2 separate regions of the Mus musculus genome follow, and region 2 is linked to region 1. Evidence: chromatin contacts called from public Hi-C data. All regions are on one chromosome and are shown on one strand. Each heading gives the region's core, a stretch centred on a gene start, on an enhancer-like site or on the middle of the called end of the contact. The rest is flanking DNA. Distances are from core to core; before and after follow the strand shown. Region 1 overlaps Sema3a (sema domain, immunoglobulin domain (Ig), short basic domain, secreted, (semaphorin) 3A). Region 2 has its middle 140 kb from the start of Gm6647.

What was found. A called contact is a pair of places that touch in the nucleus more often than the background predicts.
Region 2: a contact with region 1 is called in a Hi-C map of pancreatic cancer cells, with 3 times the contacts expected there. The contact joins two enhancer-like sites. A contact is called at or near these places in 1 of 15 datasets of contacts at CTCF or cohesin (embryonic stem cells), 69 of 484 Hi-C or Micro-C datasets (the AML12 cell line, the C2C12 cell line, the HL-1 cell line and 33 more), 9 of 115 datasets of contacts at active chromatin or transcription factors (astrocytes, a beta-TC-6 cell line, craniofacial prominence and 5 more) and 1 of 9 other capture datasets (adipose tissue).

What each region holds. Positions count from the first base shown.
Region 1 is chr5:13,414,733-13,420,582 of GRCm38.p6, reverse strand. The region is part of intron 1 of Sema3a (sema domain, immunoglobulin domain (Ig), short basic domain, secreted, (semaphorin) 3A); the gene reads right to left. Among named protein-coding and RNA genes, the nearest start is that of Sema3a, 18 kb to the right of the region's middle. Within about 2 kb of position 3,037, at least 20 of the 459 cell types and tissues checked have an H3K27ac peak or open chromatin away from gene starts, as enhancers often do. A contact at or near this core is called in neural progenitor cells, neural stem cells and pancreatic cancer cells, where this site is marked.
Region 2 is chr5:13,625,984-13,631,833 of GRCm38.p6, reverse strand. No RefSeq gene overlaps it. Among named protein-coding and RNA genes, the nearest start is that of Gm6647, 140 kb to the left of the region's middle. Within about 2 kb of position 2,908, at least 51 of the 459 cell types and tissues checked have an H3K27ac peak or open chromatin away from gene starts, as enhancers often do. A contact at or near this core is called in neural progenitor cells, neural stem cells and pancreatic cancer cells, where this site is marked.

The DNA of each region.
Region 1 (5,850 bases), core at 1,788-4,287:
ATTTATTAAACAAAAAATTAATAGTTCAGTCATGTCCTAGCAAGACTTCTACTTCTCTTTAAACTTTCAAAAGACATTTTGGCATTGAAAGCTGAGAGACACCTGAAAGGTGTGTGTGTGTGTGTGTGTGTGTGTGTGTGTGTGTGTGTGTGTGTAGGCAAAGTATCATATTTCTGTGAATATCTCATCTTCAAATTTACAATTTTATGTACAGAACTGAAATTTGAGTTAAAATACAATGATTATGTTACACAATATGATTCTTTTGGTTTTTCTTTTAATCATTCAGATAAGCAAAACTGCTTTGAGCTTTCAGGCTGTATGAAAACACTGAGCAGTCTGTTTTGGAAAAAAGGTTTGGTTTTGGGCAAAGTACAAGTCTCAACTTGAGAATTTTTTTGTTTTTACTTTTGGGGGTATCTGATAGAAGAGTGTTGAGGAAATATTAACCATCTCAATGACTAACCTATAAGTTCTGCCTTGACTCTATGCATAAGGGAAAGAAATTTTTTTACTTCTCTTTGTACTTTATGGCCATATATTAAGAGGATATATGCAGTAAGAAGCAATGAGCTTGTTGATGTAAAAAATGCTTAATAGTTCTTTTCTTGGGTGTACTTTGAGTTTCTCTCTTGTTGGTTTATTTTTTATCTCATTTAAGTATAATTCTAATCATCAGAAAATGAAGGGGTAGGTAATTCCATGAGTTATAATACATTATTTTTTAAAAGTTCTTTAAAGATTATTGTTTGGGATTAGGCATATAATAAGAAGCTTATGTACCATGTGTGAGGCACCATCTTTAATTCCCAGTATTGCAAACAAAAAATGTCTGCTGCTTTATTGGTAGAGAAGATGTAAATATATATACATAACGTAAAAACAAACAAGCACAGAGGATGATGGTATGTGAGAGGCAGAGGCAGGTGGATCTCTGTGAGTTCCAGGCCAGCCTGGTATATAGAGCTGAGTTCCAGCACAGCCAGAACTCAAGCAAAACAGCATAGCCCATTGCTCTGCTGTGCTTGGTACATGATTGGTTTGTGGTAGTTAATTTTCAGGTCAGTTTGACTGCATTTAGAATCACCTCTGGGCAAGTCTGCAAAGCTCATTCCACAGATGTTTGAGAAGCAAAGACAGCCATGACTATGAGCATCAGCAGACTGAGCACCAGAAACCAGAATAGGAAGAAAAGTCAAGCCACACGCTAGCACTCATCTTGCTCTCTGTCTTGATTGAAGGCATACTGTGACTTGGCACATCCCATTTCTCCTATTATACCTTTCTGAAGGTCACACCATAAGCCAACACAAAACCTTCCTTCCATAAGATGCTTTTGTTAAGTATGTTTTCACAGTAATGAGAAAATTAAAAGTTCTATGACTTAAACTGAATAGGAGAAGACGAGAGGAGTGAGTCTGAGATGAGCCCAAAGCACCCAAGCCTACAAAATCTAAGATTGGTACACCCAATCCAGAAAGGGAACCCTGAGTCACAAAAAGCTGTAGCTTTACAATTCAAAGAGGCAAATAAGTCCTGAGGTCCTGAAATTCTGTGGTCAGATGTAGTCTGCTAATATTCTAGGTCTAATTATATGCTACAATTGCTCATCTGGTTAATATTAAACTTATGTAGAATTTCAGATGAGAGAACTAAACTCAAAAGAAATATATGACCAGCATCAAAGCAGTTCCATGAACGTGGTCCATGTGCCAGCAATGCTGGGTGGAAAGGCACAAGCTGGAAAGGAGCTTACCTGCCCTGAATAAATTGATTGGAATATCTTTATTTGTTGTTTTTATGAATCAACCATGATATACATCTTTCTACTGAGTTTTTAATAAAACTTCTTGAGGTCTATAAGAATGATTTAAAAATTTTAAAACACAATAAACATCTAAAAGGAGGCTAGAACTTTGTCTTTGGAAAAATTCATGTATATAGAATTCTTTTGTTTCCATAAATATAGATAAGTAATGACATGTCATTTACTATATATGCTTTAAAAATGTTATAACATTTTGTAAAATAATTTTATAAGAATCCATATCATTTTCTAAGTCATAATAATGAGTAAATTTCTAGAATAGACTTGGTCTTCTTAGATATTTTAATTTAGTTTACTATAATTCATATTCTGTTTTAAATTTTATTTTTGAGTCTATATTTTGTTTTCATACATATCTGCGTACCACATGCATCTAATGCCTGTGGAGACTTGAGGAAGGTGTAAGATTCCCTGGGACATGCAGACAATTGTCAGCTGTTATGTGGCATCTTGGAATCAAGCCTGCATCTTCTGGAAGAGCAACCAGTGCTCTTAACTAGTGAGCCATCTCTCCAGTTCCGTAGTCTCTAGTCTACAGGTGTTTTCATTTTTATAATGATATCGAGTTACCAATCTAAATGTTACTCTAAGAAAATAAAACAATCTTTACATAACTTCTTTAAAGTATAATATTTTCTGAAATATTTAGTGTCTCCTGCTTAATTTTTAAGACTTTAAAGACAAGACTCTCAAACTTGCTAAAGGTCGTTTTTCTACCCTAATGACTCTATATAACTACAGCACCGCAGCCTTTGAACAGTTATTTGAGTGTCTGAAATACTTCTTCAAACAGAACATTGATTTAAAGAATGGATAGTAGAGTCCAATGCAAAAGAAAGTTCTAGCTTTTCTCCATTCTTTTTTCCCATTGTGCACCCTTGTTTCTGCATGGAAACAAGTTTCTACACAGATGTGCTGTGTCTATTACATGGTATTCACAGGAAAATGTCAGCAGTATTTCTGACCATAAAGTGATCACAAAGTGGTAATTGTTGATATTTTCAAATCATCATCATCGTTTAGAGCAGAGGAAACAACATGGGAGCTATGTTTTTAGCTTCAAAGCTTAAAGACAACTGTTTTCGGGTTTTAGTTCAAACCACAGTGTTCATCAGCAGTAGGGAATATCCACCACACCAAGTAAAGGAGACAGAGAACAATTGTCCAACTAATCCCACATTATACTGTCCTAGTGAGTGATCAGCCTGAGTCAGCTTTCTTTTGTGTTTGTGGAATGCACATCCATAGACCATGCAGAGGCAAGGTTAGTAATCAGCAGACTTTGGGACTTGGAAATCTGATTCTAGGATCCAAAACAGACATTTCCTTTTGGACATGTCAAAGGTTCTTCATGTCTGTGTCCGTGTGTGTGTGGTGTGTGTGTGTGTTAAAGGTTGTGATAAGTCAAGCAGAGGAATGAGGTTGCATTTCTCAATGGTAGCTAACAATGTTTTGTTTGGAAGCTTATAGCAAGCTTCCCCTACTTGTAAACTGTCATACCCATTAATCTGATTAAAGAAACCTGTTGAATGCTGGATTGGACGGACATGTACTATTAAAAGCCTGCTGGTGGACTCTGAATGTAAGGAGGTAGGCAGAGAAAGCAGTCTCTGTGTGAACTTTGCATGCCCAGTGATGGAATGCTCTGAAGTTTTATGGCAGCTTTTATTTATGGTCATAGTGATTCACCACCACTAACAAGCCTCCCAGCTTCCTAGTACCACTATCACTTTATCCCTGTATTTAGCACAGGAAATGGTAAACACACAAAAGCTGAAACAGGTGACTTTGTATTAAAACTCACAGTGTTGTTCTCTAAAGTATTCTTTCAGCTTAGTTTTCCCTTTTACAGACTACAATGTGTATCTTGTTTTCTGGATTGCATAAATGATGTAGGGCACAGTTCTTATATTTCAGTTGATACAAATCTTGGTACAAAATGCACATTAAGAAGTTATCCTGTGGTATGTGGTAAATTGCCGATACAATTTAAATAAAGGCTAAATTAGTGTGAATAGCAAAAAATTTAAATAAGATGAACAGCCAAAGTCAAAAAAAAAAAAAAGAATACCCATTATTGGAGTAAAGAACAGAGGAGTATAAATATGTTTTTCACTGGCATTTCTCCCATGACAGTTCTCTCTTCCTGCATTTAATGGGAAACATACCATGAGTTTAATGTATACCTATCAAAAAAAGTCATGTATTAGCATCTAAGATACATAAGCATGCTTATTAATTAAAGATGGCATGAAAACTGGTGGTTGCCAGAAAGTCTATTAGAATTCTAGAATGGTTGTTTAAAATGGCTTCCAAAGTCGCAGACATGATAGTCAAAGAAAGGCAATAGTAAATGTGTAAGGAAAGAGCAGACAATTTACAATTTAATGGTCCTGTGCAAGAAGTAGAGTTATCTACAGACACTGAAGGGGGTTCTGGCCCACAAGTGATCTGTCACATATGTACTTCACTCACACTTCTAAGCCACTATTGCCATATTACTTTGTGAGCTGAGAGAAATGGTTTTGATGTGATTTTTGGGAGCCTGATCTGGAATCATTTATGCTAGTAGCATGTGCTAAGTTTGGTGTGTGTACCTTCATTTTTAGTAGTAAAAGAAACCATTCAGAAATGGGGAAAATGTTGCCAGTCTAAACTTTCTTTCATTGTTTCATAGTAATTCCTAGTTTGGGCCTTAAAATATAGCTATGTCAGTGGAGCCACCAAGTTTCTTAGAGATGACTCTAGGATCATCTTCTATTATTAAAAGCACCCAAACAAAAGGTCTGTTCAAGCATTAAAAGAGTGTGAGTCACTGATGCCCAGCTAATACTTGTGTATGAGTCATGTGTGGGAAAGTGAAAGAATGCACAGGTACTCAGGTGACTGTCTTTAGAACTATGGTATCTGGAGACAATGAGAATACCAGGTTCATGGGTATTCCTGATATATCAGAGGACAATGTCATAATCCATCTTGCCATAGGATCCCTGAGCCTGGTGTTCTTCAATCAGCCAAGCACTGTTTCCCTAAAAAAAATTGTACGAAGTGATTATCTTAGTCCCTTGGCTTTAGTATCTCATATTTTATTGCATGAGATAAAGTGATCTCCTTCTGGAATGAAAGAAACAACATATTCTTTCATATAATCTCAACTGTAAATCAAATTTAATGAAATTATGGCATATGCTAAAATTTATTAAAACTTAATAAATCCCAGTTTATTCTAAGAACAATGCATTATATTTTTCTTTCAAAGGTGTATTCATTGATTATGAGTATCTAACAATTAAGTATAGTCTTTATATTTACCACGTTGCTTACATCACACTGAATACTTTGTGTATCTTCCTTACATCTTTCTTTCCATCCTCAGCTCTTAACTCACAAGGTGAGTGAATAATACCTTGCTCATCTTTTCGTTATCCTTATAAAGCCATTTGCACTTCTATCATTTGACCCGATTGCTTATATTTCAAAGCACCCTTATACTTTTCTACTTGTGTTTAATATTTAACTGATCAACCATAGCCTATTAATATCCACACACTGCAAATGATGTTCTGGACTGAGTTTAACTGTCTGGAGTTACTAGCATTCTCTTCCTACTTAACTAGAGTGGTCTACTGATTTGAACAAGATGACGGTTCCAAACTTTATGCTTTGTAATTAAATGTGATGATTAAACGTAAGCCTTATGACAATATTTTGGCATGTTTAGTTACTTTCAGTGAAAACTAAATGTTAAAAAAGTGAATAGTGATTGAGTATATCTTTTGTGACATGCATGGGCTCAGATGAGAAAAATTACTTACTTGCCCAAGGTTAGTTGTCCAGTCTGTCTTTCAACCAATCTGACCTGGAGTTGTTCAATATGTCTAGTAACAGACATACTAAACGTGTCATGAGAGGCCTTTGTCACTTCCGTACCTTCTTACTTATGCTACTTTTTTCTTCTAGAATGTTCTTTTTTTCATTCTACCTTTCTCCTTCTACAGATAACAAAAGGTCCTGTGTTGTCC
Region 2 (5,850 bases), core at 1,659-4,158, 210 kb before region 1:
TCTCATGGAGCAGAAAGCTTGCTTGTTCCTGCTCTGCCTCTTCTATTGTATGGACAGTGAGTAGACACACAGCCATCATTGATGGTACTGGAAATGTGGGAGCTATCACTCACAGAGTCTGTGTTTAACCTACCTTGAACTTTTATTATTGTATATGTTGTTGGAGAGAATGAAGTTGCCAGAGAGACAAGCAATAGGCAGAATCTAATCTAACTGAATTTAGAGGCCAAGATTTGCCAGTGGTGGGGCAGTGGGGTCTCGGAGGGCCTCAGCTCTTGTGTATCATCTTCCTTTGGTGGGATGTTCACCTGACTAGACTGCAGACATCCAGGAAGTTTCTGTCTAGTAACCAGATTATGCTTAGAGAGAGGAAAGCTCAGAACTATCATGTGCTTTTAAGTCTTTCTAAACTTAATACAATGACTTTCTTTTTTGTTGTTTTACAACGCTGACAGAAATGAATACAAAACTCCCCATCGCGTGTACCAACTAGCATTCTAAGACACCTCTCATGAGGCAGTGGCGTGCTGAGAATGCTCATAGATTTGAAGTTTCTCTTCACTCTTCCTCTTCAAAGCTTCCAAGCAAATTAATAGCAGAAAAGAAAACCAGTGTTAGTCTTCAGAAATATAGATCAAAATGCAGATGCTAGAAGCGAAGGAATTAATAGCATCCAAATAAATAAGTATATAAAACAAATTATCCATTACTTTTCTCTAAGAATAATCATTGTGTTATTATTTCATCTACTAAGTATAAAACTATTTCATTGTTCTCTTTATGGGATCTATTTAATTTACACTGCAGTGTCCCACAGAAGGGGCCTCCCATGGTAGCCCTGTCTGCCACTGCAGATTGGCCAGGCAGAGCTTCCAGAGCATGCTTAATTCTTTTAGGTAAATGAGTTTAATATTTATAAGTAAAGCTTGCTTTATTAAAATCTTAACCACTAGAGGGCATTTTACTCCCATTTTGAAATCCAGATATTCTCTCTCTCTCTCTCTCTCTCTCTCTCTCTCTCTCTCTCTCTCTCTCTCCCTCCCTCTCCCTCTCTCTCTCTCTCTCTCTCTCTCTCTCTCTCTCTCTCTCTCTCAAGTCACCATATAATTGGCAAAGGTCAGTAAATCATTTAAAATTATTCAGAGCGTATTTTCCTTTGTGACACACAACGCTTTCTCAGCATCTGCTTATATTAGACATCAACATTCTATAGTTGCAATAAATAGAAGTTAAAACATCACTTTCATAAAATAAACCATCTATGAAAGCATCAATATACACACATGCCTATACATATAGGATTGGGTAAAATATTCCAATGATATAAATTACACTTGAGGGAAAAAGCATACAGTTTGTATCATTTTTATTTTAGAAAAATCTATGATGTATTTGATTACATTTTAATAGATGAAAATATTTGAATGAAATTAAGAACTATGGTCTTTCCATAGAAGAGAGTAGAACAAAAAGAGGTGGTCTTGACATCACAGGCTCCACCTGTCTTCTCGCTGAGGTGGTATTTACCTGCAGGAGATGCCTAGGGAAACTGGCCTTATCCTTCACAGGGGACAAGCGAGAAGGGAAGAAGAGCAAGTCTAGACAGAGAGCGAATTCTGGCTCAGCGAACTGACAGGAACTTCAAAAGCTAAGCTGGCCTATTGAACTAAACAGTAGGAGGCAATCCTTGGCCCTTGCAGTTCTGTCTGGGACCATTCTTCTCCCTCTGATAATGTCAGGCTGGACGAGCCTGAGGACGCTCAGTGTGTTGCAGCTGGTGGGGACCTGAAGAGGCTAGCAGCTGACATGTGGAGCCACAGGTCCTTGGAGGGAGGTCTAGGAAGGCCTACAGTTACAGCCTCCTACATCTTAGTAGTCATGGAAATTTTCACTACTTCCTAAGTGTGAGCTCTGCAAGTCAGCATAGATAGGAGTAAAATATATGCAGATTATGTAGAAATATGTCAAGATAATTATTTAAAAAACAATTTTAAATATATAGTTTCTTAAAGTAAATTATTAAAGATTCCATCTCAAGAATTTAAAAATGAAGTATGAAAACTATCTTACATAAGTATAATATTTTAAGCAAAAGAAAAGTTAATCAAAATACTTGAGCAATAACAAATCTATTAAACTTTGTTATATTTTAATATATGCTTGCCTCAATTTAAATTAATGTGCTTGCATAGAGAACACGACGTTTTAGCTATCCAGTTTTTCCACGTTGCTTAACAGCTAATTTAGTTAAAGTGACTTATAAGGAAATAGAAATAGTTTGAAGAAGGGAACGACAACAACAACAATAAAAAAGCACTCTTACTGTAAATGAGAATTTTCCTGTAAATGTTCTGAAAAAAGACATCTTTTTTTCTCCTTTACCTCTTCTTCCCAATTTATTTTTTACAGTGAAGTTTTATCTAATTTCATGGAATTGAAAATGGGATAAAAACCTGGGGGAAACTGCCACTTTTCACAATTTCTGTAACTCAGCTTTAAAGAAATGATCTCTTCTTCACTTTGGTCCTTTCGCCCCCACGTAGTCTGAAGGCTTTCTGGTGGGTCCTGACCATATTGACCAGTAGGTGGCGCGCTTGCTCCTCGGCACTGACCCTGAGCACTTGAAACTTGTCCAGATTATCAGTCAAGTATGCACACTTGAAAGAAGTGTAATAAAGACGGCGCCTTTAGCCCGTGTGTCTAAAGCCGTTGAGATTCTTTATGTGCAGGTGCACGTAATCCTTTCAAGATGTACAGCATTTCAATAAATCCTCCTCCAGCAGCGTCTTCCCTCACCGTTCGGGCTGGATTGGCTCTTTGTGAGAAAGAAACTGCAGTGTACCTGAACACACCGCATTGTATGCTTAAGCAATAAGAAAGCTGCCCTGTTCGCGTCTGTGTCAAGCTGGCTGAGACGCAATTTCCTCTTTCCTGTATTCACAATGACCTGATGAGTGCGAGCTCCCCGGGTGAGCACAACTGCTCTAGAGAACTTTGCGTTTTTAACTGGAGGGAGGACAGGGGATGCCTTTTGATGATCTATGTTAGAGTAAAAAGCCACCTTTTGGCTACTACTCTTCCCTGTATGTGGTGGAAACGTCATTGAGCACGATCCAGTGCCTTTAATGTCTGCATCATTACTTGTTATTAGTAGAACGAGGAAATCATCACCTATCCATTTCGGTCTTTGCACAGAAGGTTTTCTATGCAGGTAATGTAATTGTTTAACTTTATAACAGAAAGATCTCATTCCTGGAAGAAGACACATGGTGGCAGTTTTTCGACTCTCTTCTTTCTTTTTCGTGTTTCTAAGGAAATCTTAAGTGCTCAGATATCCTTATCTCAGAAAATTAGCCTAGTCAATTTTGTCTTTCTGTGAGAAACAGACTAAACAATGAAGAGGCAAACATTCTCTAGAATAATCCGTTTCCAAGGCAATTGCAACAATAGTGGTCGATAGACAGTGAATCATAGCCTTCTGCCATGTTTCTGCCTAGAAAAGCGGCGACTGTTAGTGAGGGAGGGTGCGCTTTAAGGAAGAGGTGGTCTTCAGCCCATGGCAACCACGTAGGATCCATATCTTCCTCCTCTAAGGCTCCCCCTTCTGCCTTCTGCTTTCTAATTGATACCAAAATGTGCTACAAATAGAGCTAGACACCTGGGCATTGCATTGTGCACATACTCCAAGTTTACGTGCTAATGGGGCAAAGCTGCTCACCTAAGAGCCCAGTGTACTTAAATACTCTCCTCCCCCAGCAGCTGTGGGGAATTTTCAAAATCCTAAATCAGGCGAAGTGTACCTTTTACTTTTTTTTTTTTTTTTTTAATTTCTGGCACACGAGTTTGCATAATGTCCCATGTTGTATGCATCGTGAACTCTTCTCTACCCGGCCAACTTCTGCCTAAGCACAGCCCACTGAGTTCCAGCGCCATGGTGGAGGTGGCTCCAGAAACGGACCTTGTTTCTGTCTCCAAATGTCGCTGCTGTTACTCCTGTCTTGGACATTCATCAGATTTATCATAGGCCCCTGCACGCACATGCGTGTGTGTGCATGTGCGTGCAAGTCTGTGTGTGTGTGTGTGTGGGAGGTTGTTTTTATTCAAACAAAACAATAAACATTATTTACTTCTTATCAAAACATTGTCTTCGTGGTTCTTCACTATATTGAATGATTAATGTGTTTGTTCCCAGCATGGCCTTAGCAAATAATTCCATCAAATGGTAAGACAACATAGAAGGAAAACACATTCTCTCAGAGTGGTGGAGACTGCAAGTCTGGAACCAAGGGGATGAGAAGATGGTCTTCAAGACTGAAGCTGTTGGGCACAGCTCTTCTCTGCTTCTGCAAGCATCTGGTGGCTTCTGGAATTCTTGACCTTACAGAAGCAGAGCTCTGATCACTGGATCTTTCCGTCCCCCACGGTCCCTTCTCCATGTGCCTCTCTATGGACTCTGCTCTTCTGAACCCAAGCACTTGGTCCCCAAATCTGCTTCCTGACAAAACCAAAAGTTCTCAGGAGAGGAATTTACAGGGACATTATTCAGTCAAATGGTTTCATACGTTTCTGAATTTATGAGTTGTTTTATTTATTATCTTCCTCACTGTACTTCCATGGTACAGCCTGGGGGAAGAAAACTGCTGTCTACAACCTTACAATTAACTAAGATACGCTGTACAAATTCAATATTTCTTTATTTAAAGACATACTGACGCTTCAAATAATTATGGTTCATGGAGCTACAGCATTTCAATCCTGTTGCTGAGTTCCTTTCTTCTTCTATCAGACTGATTTCTCATTCTAAATTAACAAATCACGGTTCTGGGGTTTCTGTTGGTTTCTGTAGTGTAGAGTCTGCATTGCTGAGTACATCTGCTCTGGGAACCTGGAAGGCCAAGTTTCTAACATTAGGCTTGCTGCATGCAAGCAAGCTAATTTTCCTTTTGTGGCCCATGTTCGCTTACTTTGTAAGGTCACCCACACAGCTCTTTATTAAAACTTCCCTTATCCCTTAAAATAAGAGGCTGGGGAAAAGGAAGCTAGTGAGAGACAAAGGCTACATTGTAAATCCTCAAGGACTCTGATTATCAGCAAGGTGTCACAGATTCAGTCACTGTGCAGGCACACAAGCTCAAGGTTACTGTCAGTGACACTGTCAGGAAAGATTTAGCCTTGCCTGAGCCTGAGCATCATCAGGAGCTGGAGACTCTGATCCCCAGCCAGTGTCCCCGCCCAGTGACATCATAATATGAAGTGGACTGAGGTCCCACCACTTTTCTTCACTAAAAATGCACTGAAGTTATTCAAAATATCAATTTGCTGCACGTACCTATTGTGTACTGTCCAGCACAGCCAAGTTCATTGGGATATCTGTGGCCACACATAGCTGCTTCCCCACAGGGTTCTGTGCAGCAGCAATGGATGCTCATGTCTTTTTCTAATCTCTTTACCCGCACTCCCCCACCCCACCCCCCTCGACCCCCTGCCTCCCATAGGGCCAATGCTTCTAAGGCGTCTTATGATTCTACCCGAGTGTTCTTATTTGTAATTCAGGGTCTGGCTATTTACTTTATGAAATCTGTCTGGTGTTGAATACAAACTACATCTGGCCTTTTTACTACCCACTCTTTTAGTGATGCTGGGAGAAGGGTAAGGATGTCTGGGCTGGAGATGAAGCGCTTGTTTCTGGGTCTTGTTTCCCCTTCCTCCCATGCTGCCCAATGTCCAGATGACTGCTGTCTTCTGTCTCCATCCAAGGGAATATTGGGACAGACATTGATGTTCTAGTAGAGAGGGTTGTATGGTGTGAATGGCAGTATAAATGTGTTGTTCCTTTAGTGGTAATTCTAC